Regions from separate parts of the Gasterosteus aculeatus genome. Here region 2 is linked to region 1. The links are chromatin contacts, called in public Hi-C maps. All regions are on one chromosome and are shown on one strand. The core of a region is the stretch at or near the end of the contact, and the rest is flanking DNA. Distances in the headings are between cores, read along the strand shown. Region 1 overlaps LOC120819822 (myocardin-related transcription factor A). Region 2 overlaps spag9b (sperm associated antigen 9b).

Region 1 (5,559 bases), core at 1,590-4,089:
GTTTAAACCGGCATGCGCAGTGTAGGGAATAACAACGTGCTACTTGATGCTGGTACGGATGGAAATCATTTCTAAAGTGATGCTGATACGTCCGTGTGGACCAAATCCAAATAGAAGCTTTTCATTTCGGTCAGAAGTCCAGCAAAGGACTGAGGAATGTGGCTTACGGTCCGCGGGACAGAAAAAAAAAAAACATTCATCTGGAAATGTGCAAAGTTTACGTTAAAACAAGAACACCATTAGTTTATCTCATATTACCATAATTTCACATGATACATTTATCATATACTTGATTTGCTGCACGTGAGGAACGTGCGATCATTTTCAACCACCAAGAAACTAACCAAAAAGCAAGGAATGGGTTGTAGTGCATGTCTGCTGTGGGAAGCCAGTGGTTCTGTGGTTGCAGGTGTAAATGTTTTCTGACCCCCCCCCCCTCTGTTTGCAGGAGAACGGCGTCAACAGTCAGCAAATGGACGACCTGTTTGACATCCTGCTGAAGAGCGGAGGTAAGAAGCTCTGATCCAAACATTAACGAGAGCTACACGAGTCTCCGTCTCCTAACGTCTTTCTCTGTCCTCCTTTAGAACTCCCCGGCTTTAAGTCCAACCCGGACCCTTCCCTCGCCCCCCTCCACTCTGACCCGCCCTCCCCGTCCTCTCCCCCGTCTCCCCTCCACCACCTCTCCCCCCCCACCCCTACGGAGTCCCTCATCTCCCCGCAGGCCTCTGTGGGGGAGCACTGCACGGGCAGCGGGCGCCTGGAGGACTTCCTGGAGAGCACCACTGGGGCGCCGCTCCTCGGCGTGGAGCCCGGCGGCGGCCTGTCGCTGATCGACGACCTCCACAGCCAGATGCTGAGCACGCCCAGTATCCTGGAGCACCCGTCCTCCCCGATGGACACGTCCGACCTGGGCTTCTCCCCCCACCCGGCGGGGCTGGACTTTGGCGACCCCACCCTGGACAGCATGGACTGGCTGGATATTTCCATGGTGGGGATTGCCGGCGGCAGTGGGGGTCGAGGCGGAGGAGGAGGAGGAGGGGTGGGGGGAGACGCAGACGGGGGAACGAGCCTGGCCCCGCTGGTGCCTCACACCCCGCCGAGCGTCTTCTCCACCGATTTCCTAGACAGCTCAGACCTGCAGCTGCACTGGGAGTCGTGTCTGTAGCTCCGCCCCCGCCCGCCCACACTGTGTACAGGCGCCGTCTTTACGTCATGCACATGTAGACGTGTCTTTTCTATGCTGTCTCAACCACTGCGGGGCTCACTGGCACACGCAAACACACGCTTTTACACACTGGCTGTTTCTGTATGCAGGATGAGGTCCAATGAGGAACGAACATAAGAATTCTTAGATAAAGGACTTGAACTTGGTGGAACTGGAGTGGACTTTTGGTAATTGGCTTTCTACGGGGGTCCATGCAGCTGACTGTTCACATCCCGCTGATATAATCCTATTTCCTGTGTCCCGACATGCATTATTTCCAGATTAGAGACGTGGCTGGAGACTGCACTGTAATGCAACATTACAAACGGTTTGACAGAGTACAGCTGGGGGGGGTGTGACTACACTCTGCTCCTCCACACGGCATGGTGTGTCAGTGCCTCCTAAACTTTGCACTTATGCTGAATCTGATTGGTTCGGAGGGGGTTAGAGGATGGAGAGGGTGGGGGGAGGGGGAGGTTCAGGCCAACAGCCAAATCGCAATGCTGAGTGACCTCGTCCTCTCACTGTGGCAACCTGAACCCCCCCCCCTTCCCACCTGTCCCCTTTCAAATGAACCATATCAGTGGCAGCCGTTGGAACTGAAGCCTCAGAGGAGGTTGTGTATTATTGGTAACTTTATGGTAGACCACTATGTATTGCTGTATATTATTGTCCACATGATTATTTTTCTTCGCTGGTTGCTTTAGAGCCGAGTTCATCAGCTGGGGAACGTAGGGTGAAGCTTGGACCTCGTCATTTTTTTTTTTTTAAAGAAAGGAAAGTTTGAAAAAATAAATATATTGTAAAATCACAACAAATGTTTTTTTTTTTTTCTGCGTTTTCACAACAGACGAAGAAATGGAAAATTTGTGAGGAGAATAACTACATTGCTGCTGACAACAAAAGTAAATTTACACTTATTATATCTTAAACACGTTGAGCTCAAATGTCACTGATAATAAAGACGAGCCGATTAGAATCTGTTGGTCTAATGTTAAAAGTTAACTGTACTTTCATGTCAAATAATATGTGAAAAAAATGCATGAAGTAGGAAATATACTATAGCTGTCAAAGAATAAATAACGTGTTAAAAGTTATAATATATAAAAATCATGGTATAATGGTAAAATATAACAATCGTGGTATAGCTTGTCAAAGTAATCTGAAACAAAGTGCTAATATAGCATGTTGAAAAACGTTGACTATTTATAGTATGTCAAAAGCAGAATTCAAACCTTGGGTAAAATAATTTGTTGGAAAAGTAATAAATTCAAACTAAGTAATAAGGTAATTGAAAGGTAAAACATGACGTCAAATGTTTTAAGATGCCATTTTATGCACAGCTTTTTGGGGGGTCAATTAACCTCTTTTGAGCTGTGGTCAAAGAAATGTGTCCTGCACCACAAAGGGTAAGCAATCAATCAATCAATGTTTGATCAATGGTTTGCAGTGAGTTCATTTAATATGCATTGAACTGCAGTGAAACATGGCTTCTTTCATCCAATATGAACAATTTAATCTCTAAAGTTCATCACTCACTATTCCTCCTGTTTATGTGTTGTGTATCTCCAGTGTGGGGGCATGATGTCATGCTGGATGCACACATGTCGCCCTATTGGACAGTTACTGAACAGATCTGTCTTCTTTACCGAAATCAAAACACCACAACGAGCAACGTGCATTTCAGTGTCGCACGGTGGAGGAATCGTTCATTTAATATGAAGTAAGATGGAGAAGATGTTTGAACTATAAAAGGTTGCATCGTGCCCTGGTTTTCTTCCACCGGTATGTGCTGATGTTCACCCATGGTTGGGTGAACAACAGACCACGGTTGGTCTGTTTTTGATCGATATTCTTTATTAAAACTATCAACTATCACAAAGAGGTTAAATGTTTAATTCAAATGTCTTTTTAAGAGTTCTTGTTAGATGATAAATAGTATTTCTGTATCAAATACATATATTGAATAACCACAAGTGCTTAAACGTTCTCCTTTAAACGGTTTAGTCTGTTCAACCTTCCCAGAATGCACAGCAGGTGTCAGCAAAGCACCGCTTCGCCCTCTCCTCCAACACACGAGCAGGCTACACCTTTCATCTCAGTGCGGGTCCAAGAGATAAAAGATAAAAAATGGCAATTGAAATATAGTTTCAATGATGCTTAGATGCTATTACTTCTCATGCATGAATCATTTTCCTTGCTAATATAGAAAAAATGGCTCCAACACACTGGCTCCTAATTGTTAACGGCAGAAGGGCATAAACAATTCTATACATATTTACATAAGGAAGCAATGATATCCGTGTGTTCCTATATCCAGCACTTGATCGGGGATGTTCCACACTTGTCTCCATCGTATTTTCATATATAGGTCGGCCTCCTCTTACAGCCCAGGTGGGGACTCTGGTTCTTTTCATGGTTTGTGGGGGATTTGCGGTCCTTCTGGCCTCTAGATTGTGGGTATTCAATTAATATTTAACACGGTCCAGGTGACTGTTAGGGTCAACTTGCGCTGTGATTTAGTCCCATAAAAATTGAGTTGGTATTAACGTTACAATTCGATTGCAAAAGGATGAAGTAGAAATGTCCTTCCCTCAGTTAAATTACAATAAGAGCTATGTAGAAAAACGATTAAAAAAACGACATCACGGAAAGCGCTTGAAAAACATTTATGTTAAAATAAAGTACAAAAAATATAAATAAATATATAAATATAACTGAACTTTCATTCTGATGGGAACCTAAAAAAAGCCCAAATATGAAATACGCAGTAATAGCAAAAATCAGCAGGTAAAAAGAAAACAAATGGATGCAATTCCCATCGGCCTTTGCCTCCGTTTCAGGCGATCATCTGACCGTTTGATGCAGTGAGCCCTCAGCGCCACTAGAGAGCCCTCAGACCTCACCTGATGTGTCTCACCTCCACCCTGAGGTCCGGGGACACGCTGCTGTGTGCGTGCAACCTCCTTCCACTCCACTTCTCATCTGTTGGTGTATTTTCTCATGAAGCATTTAGATCGCTTCAGAGCCCAACGGTGCGTTGTCAGAACCCTTCAACGCAAAAGCACGTTCAGGAAAAGTAGTTTTAGTAGTTCTGGTCTGCTGGAGTTTTACTGACCTCTGCTGTGAAAGTGCTCTTATGTAAGGACCCAAATAATTGAACAAGTAATCTCTTTATTTGAAAACTATTCTAATAGTGATGATAGTGCACGCTTCTGTCTCCCATCCAGCAGCCGGATTAAACGTTTTACAACCTCACACTGTAAATCAGTTACTGAGCCCGAGGCCACGTCAGTTCCACCGCTGCTTACGTAATAAAAGGACACGGACAACGTGTGACCTCACACACGCAACCGCACACGCGGACACACAATGCACACCCGGCCAGGTTCACTGCTCAGAGCGAAACAGGGACTTACAGGTGGTGAATGAGGAGAGAATGTGCATCCTTCCTTCACCCATTTATCTATTTCTATATATACATCTACGTCAGGAGGCGAGGAGACAACCGAGTCACACTTTTCAGAAGAAGTTTACTGGTCTTGATTGACTGCACCTGAATATTTCATCAGCGCCATCGTTTTTTTTGCATAATGAGACGCCATGCTGGCTGTGTGTTATGGAAATGATTACAACAGTAAACAGTAGCAATCCCAGCGAGCATTTTGGGGTTGAAAAGACATATGTGTGCAGATATTTACAGCTTTTACAAGTTTGACGCCTTAGAACAGGTGTTCTGTCAAATTATTCTCCTTGATTTCCACTCAAGAAACATTTTTAGAACTGGTAAAATATTTGGGGTAATACGCTTATTTACTTTCTTTAAGAAAGGGTCTTTTTGTCGGTCTGGACATCTCTATGCATACCCTCCTAAATATTGCATTATTTATTTATGATTTGAAAAGATAGCGGAATGTGACAGCGTTTTACATTCTACCCGGACGATAAAACACAAATCCGAGACTCCATCTTCTCAATCAGACCCAGAAGCCCACCGGTTTGCTCCCTCTAAACGTGAGCAGTGAGTGCGTGTTTATTTGTGATTGTGGGAAGAAGGGGAGCTGCATGTGCACGTGTTCACCCACCCTTCATAGTGTTTTATTTTTGGAACAGCACACACGGGCTGCTCAGGAATAGAACAGCAGTCAAGTGGAAGGGGTTGACGGCCTGCAGGGCCGCTCTCTTGTCTGACTCTCCCTCGCTCCCCTACGTCCCAGAACCCTCTCCAGACTGGGAGCGAGCCTGAGCTGCCTGAGAGCGTCTCGTCTAATCACTCACACAGAGCCAGCGTGACCCAAATCCTCCCCTTCTCCTTCCTGATGCAATCCCTTCATCACAGAGAGGGACGGAGA
Region 2 (5,103 bases), core at 478-2,977, 77 kb after region 1:
TGTGGATCTTCAGACTCGCCAAATGAGTCCTGGTTTCTTTGCTCGTCAGACTCCTGTCGTTCAGATCATGTGAGATTTTGTAATGTTCATTGATGGGGCTGTAGTTGTTGGTCCTTCTTCTTCATCCTTGGTGTGGTGGGAGGTTGGCGGTACCGAGGGAGATCACAGCTGGTGGCGAAGAGGAGTCCAGTCCAGGATTCCCTCGAACGTGTTCCTCATGCGATAAAACCGAAAACAGTTCAGACTACTATTTCTTTTTTCTTCCCTTGCATCTCTGCCTGATTTTAACCCGTCTGAAGATGAAATTTTGCAACCGTCAACTTCCCGTCAAACCCATATTGATCTTTCCACCTCTCTACCATCTTCATAAATGTCTCATCTCCTTCCAAGCTCTCATCCTCCCGTTCTTTGCTGATGAGCGACCCCATTTTATATTATATATATCATTTTCCAGGACCCCTGTTTTTAAGGCTTGCTGCCACGGCACTACAGAAAGAACCGAGTTCAGTTTTTGCGGCTAGTGTCAAGTTACTACAAAACCAACCGATTTCTAGTTTTGAGACTAAAGGGACGACAAAGAGCGTAGTGTGTGTGAAAAGTGATGCAAAATGATGAGAGGACAGAAATAGATGTGTGTGAATGATTTGGAAGGGACTCCTGCTGTGTGTTTATCCTGCACCAGGGACGACTGCTGAGATGACAGAGCAGGCGACAGGTCGGGTAGACACGCTCACATAGAAGGTGCGTGTCGTGCCTCTTCAGGAGTGCGTCTGCATTTGCGAGTTACACGTGATTCATGGAGGGTGAATTTCCTCCGACAGCGGTTTTCCACTTCAATGACTTCTGCCTCCTCCAGGAGAGAAGAGGGGCATTCTGCAAACACAGCGTTTTCCCCTCATTACAGCCGTGTGACTTTTAGTGAAATATGAAAGAATTGCGTTCACAAACACACATTCAGTCTGATTTTTTACAGCATGTTTGCAGGATTTTACATCCGAGCAGCTTGGCGTTGCTGTAAACACAGTTGCAGCGGCATTAGTGGGTCTGTTAACCTGGAGCATTATTGGAAGTAGTTCCACAACAGGAACAAGATGTTATGGTGAGACCTGGATAACACCCCGACCTCTAAACCACCATCTGGCTGTCAGAACAGACTGTAACATGGTGCTGCAACCCGGCAGACTGGATCCTGTGACCATTAATTTAGACACTTTTATGTATTGGTTGAAATGGATGTAATATCATTAAGTCCATATTAAAAGACATTTCAGAGCACAGGCATAACACTGTTCTGGCCGAGTGCCGCAAGTATCAGTACTTTGATTCTGGAGTTTGAAAATAGCACAATAAAGAACCTGTTTACAGTAGCGTTATTCTCAGCAGAGCCTTTGTTCAATCTGATAGCAGCGCGGAAGCGATATTGCAATGATGTATTTCTCATTTTTTTATTCAGTACCTTTAACATTTAAATATTTTTTCACCACTACATTAAAATAGGAGGTAATCATGCCATGTTTATTGTTGGCCCGTTGTGTACATCCACTACTTAACCTGCGGCTCCACTATCGTGGCTGTGATCCATGACGGCCAGGTGTTCTCCTGAGAGCTTGTGAAGAGATTAAAGCCTCCATCAATCTCTCAGCCTGCTAAGCACCAGTTCAGCCTCATTCAGGGGGCTGAAACCGAGGCCGAGAATAAAACGGCTGTGGGCCAATCACAGGCCGGGGCGGGGCGCGTATGTCCTTCCACTGGTCACTGGGGAAAAACAGCTATTATAAGTGTAGTGGAAGCACGCCACCTAGTGCTGGTAAACAGTGAGTCGAGTCTGGGTGGGGGGAAGGGCTCCATGAAGGAAGGATATATTTTGTTTAAATTTGGCTGTGTGATTGTTTTGCATTAAAATAGATCACTTGGCTTTATATTTTTTTTATTTTCCACTTTACAGAAGAATAAACCGAAATGCATATTATGGGTCTGAGCCAAGGACAAACATTTGATTTAATTTACTGCATTACTTTAGAAAAATAAAGGTTTACCCCATTGATGGAATGTATAATAAACCGGTTTGTGATTTTTCGGTTGGTTGACCGACCTCAGGTCAAAGACAAAGCTTCAGCTTTGAACCGTAAGACCAGCTGTGTGTCACTGACGCAGACAAACACTACAAGCAAAGGAAGCTCACAAAAAAGCTTTAATTTGACCGTTAGAAAAAACATGTAAGGCCAGAGAAGAAGAACAAGATGGTGCTCACTTGGAAGAGAGGACGCTGGTTAAAGACACCATATGCAGATGAGAGGGCGGACAGACCTGTGGAGGAAGGCGTTCGCCCAAAACTGATCACACCAGAAAATGAAACAACCCCACCTCCTTACAGACAGTGCATAGCTGAGTGACCCTCCCTTCCCCCCAGAAAACACATTCATACCATATGGAAACAGTAAACCCAAGCATATATAATCATATATATTCAATTTACAAAAGATACATTCGGAATTGCAAAGGCTCAATCATTGTAAATAAATACTGAAATGGCTAATCTGCAATAACGTCTCACTCCTCTCTTGGAGAGGACACACACACACACACACACACACACACACACTCGGACGCGGTTCAATACAAAGGAGGACCAAACAAAGAGCACACAGTGCAGTGTGCTGGTACACAAGGGCCAGAGTTACAGTCTCATTTTACACCCGAGTGAACCGCTTGTGCACCGTTCTCAGAGAGTACAGCCTGAAAGAAAAAGGACTTAAAACATCATTCTGCCATCAGGATAAACACATTAACCCCAGATAAAGATGTTCTGGCTTAAAGGGGGGCAGCGCCGCGAATTATGTTCAAATTGTGACCGTTAACGTGACAGGCACAGCACAATCTGCTCTCTGCTGAAAATACATTAATTCCCAGATATGAAAGTCTAAAAATATATCTCAACTATAAAACGGGATTTTGTGAAAACGTGCATTTCATCCTCATGGAGGCCGACTCACACATGCTGCTCTACATTAGTGAGACACTTATCCTCTCAGCCGGTGAAAAACTAGCCATCGTTAAGTCTTTATACTTTGGTAGCAAGCGCAGCAACATTCTTTGAAGGAAAAATAAATACTTTGTCACACCTGAAAAGCAGAGTAAATCAAAAACGCTGTTTTTGTTTCTTCTAAAGTGTCTACTAGCTGGTTTGTAGATTGAGAGCAGTGGGTCGACAGCATCCTCCCATCACGTTGGATTAAATACTTGCATAATAACAACAACCACCACCTGCAGCGGAGGCCGGGCTGACCAGCGCCTGTTGGCAGAAGCCGCCGCTTTCCATTTGATTATTAATGAGAATTGGATTTTGTCCCCGAGTTATTTGGGCTGCAGTTCGTGCCTCCGATGCATCATCGGGACCTCAGAGTCACAGAGCCGGCTTAACTTAAAAAGAATGGCAGACACGTTAGCGGCACTGAGGCCGTGCTTGAGCTTAACAACGACGTCAGCGTTGGCCTTAAGCGAGCTAACTTCTGCGAATTAGCATTAGGCACGAAGCACAGCAGTATGAATGCCATTGTTTTTGCAGCCACAAATTAGAAGAACATTGCAGGACATATTTCAATATTGCTTTTCTCTGTGACTGAAACGTTAATGGTAGAGCTTGCATGAGAGGGATGTACTAGGACCTGCATCTTGAATATTAACCAGGGGAAGCTGTATTGCATTTGACTATTTCGATTAACTTTGTCTTGCATACAATCAAAAGCCAAGTTTTCAAAAGGATGAAAAACCAAATAAAAATGACAATTGCTCCCGCAATAATTGCCACAGTCTTACATTGTTGAAGGGCAACAGGGGAGCTCCCACGTGATTGTTCTCATTTAGTGTGACGTGGAGTCGACATGAGCATAAAACCCCTAAAATGAGTGAAGGGAACCAGGAGGAAAATGCATTGGATTTGGTGAGCAAACATAACAAAGAGTTCTGTTTCCAGCTTTAGCTTAAATAATAAAAGATAAAGAGGCATCATAACAGATTAAAATAATTCAAATTCATAAAATATGTATATTCTAAAGATACAAATAAGAAATTATGGATTTTTTTTTTTATTTAGTTTGCACTGGTCGAATCCAGTTTCTGCTTGTTTCACTCGAATTGTTCAGGAAGAAAGAAAGTGCTAGTTGTCCTCTGCTTGTAGAGTCGTCCACCTGAACTCCTCCGTCCGTGACAGCCGGTTCAGGAGGAAAAGGAGCATCAGGGCCTCAGTGGGTCCTGGGGGGTCAGTTCAGTCCTCGCTGGTCATGACCTGCCAGACGATGAGGTGGCTGCGCTCGGCTTTACCTGCGAGCGGCTGCAGCTTCAAGGGGGGCTGCTCGCTCTCCTCCGCGTCCTCGTCACCTGAAGACACACAGAGGGACGTCACGTGTGCCTCTAGATCTGCTGCGCTGACGGCAAAGAGGGTTTCATCTGTTGCAAACTCACCCATCCTGAAGTCGATGTAGCCTTCTCCTCCACTCATCACCAGCATGGACTTGGTTCCTTCCTGAGTTGCGGCGTCTGCCGTCTTGTCGCCGGCTGCCTCCGCTCCGCAGGACGCGGATGGAACTGCGTGACCTGAGAGCAGAGAGCCAAAGTGTGAATAACACCAAATGAGATCCAGATTGTGTTTATCTGGGACAGACCTTCTCGTCTTATCTGCACACTGTATTTTTTATCAGATGGCAGCGCTTTGATTATTCATCTTTTGTTAGCATGAGGAGCACACTGGTCCTTTCATTTCCTACTCAGTTGGACTGCCGATTGTCCAATCGCACCACATATTGCAAGTGTACGGTGTTACCGACTGAAAGAGGAAAACAACACCGCTGGAATATAAACAAAGGGCTGGGTTTGTTTACCTGGTACGGCGGTGAAGAACTTGACAGCATCTCTGTGACCATGGAAACAGAGCTGAGCGTGAGCCATGGAGCAGTATGGAACAAATGTCCCTGCAGTCACTTTGTCACTGCTGTCGTCGCCATACACACGAACCACGCTTCCTGGATGGTTGCTCGCCGCTGCCTTGGTTACTTTGTTTGCCGCTAACGGAGCGAGAGAGAGAGAGACTAAGAGACTGATACAAAA

The links. A called contact is a pair of places that touch in the nucleus more often than the background predicts.
Region 2: a contact with region 1 is called in a Hi-C map of liver, with 4 times the contacts expected there. The contact joins two enhancer-like sites. A contact is called at or near these places in 5 of 6 Hi-C or Micro-C datasets (liver, skeletal muscle, tail fin and 1 more).

What each region holds. Positions count from the first base shown.
Region 1 is chr5:6,464,207-6,469,765 of fGasAcu3.hap1.1, forward strand. LOC120819822 (myocardin-related transcription factor A) reads left to right here. Exons shown (of 19, transcript XM_078102809.1): 18 at 449-509; 19 at 588-2,025. The coding sequence ends at 1,168. Among protein-coding and RNA genes, the nearest start is that of LOC120819822, 31 kb to the left of the region's middle. Within about 2 kb of position 2,840, at least 2 of the 9 cell types and tissues checked have open chromatin away from gene starts, as enhancers often do. A contact at or near this core is called in liver, where this site is marked.
Region 2 is chr5:6,542,369-6,547,471 of fGasAcu3.hap1.1, forward strand. spag9b (sperm associated antigen 9b) reads right to left here. Exons shown (of 29, transcript XM_078102819.1): 27 at 4,878-5,060; 28 at 4,462-4,593; 29 at 2,174-4,377. The coding sequence ends at 4,265. Among protein-coding and RNA genes, the nearest start is that of spag9b, 27 kb to the right of the region's middle. Within about 2 kb of position 1,728, at least 5 of the 9 cell types and tissues checked have open chromatin away from gene starts, as enhancers often do. A contact at or near this core is called in liver, where this site is marked.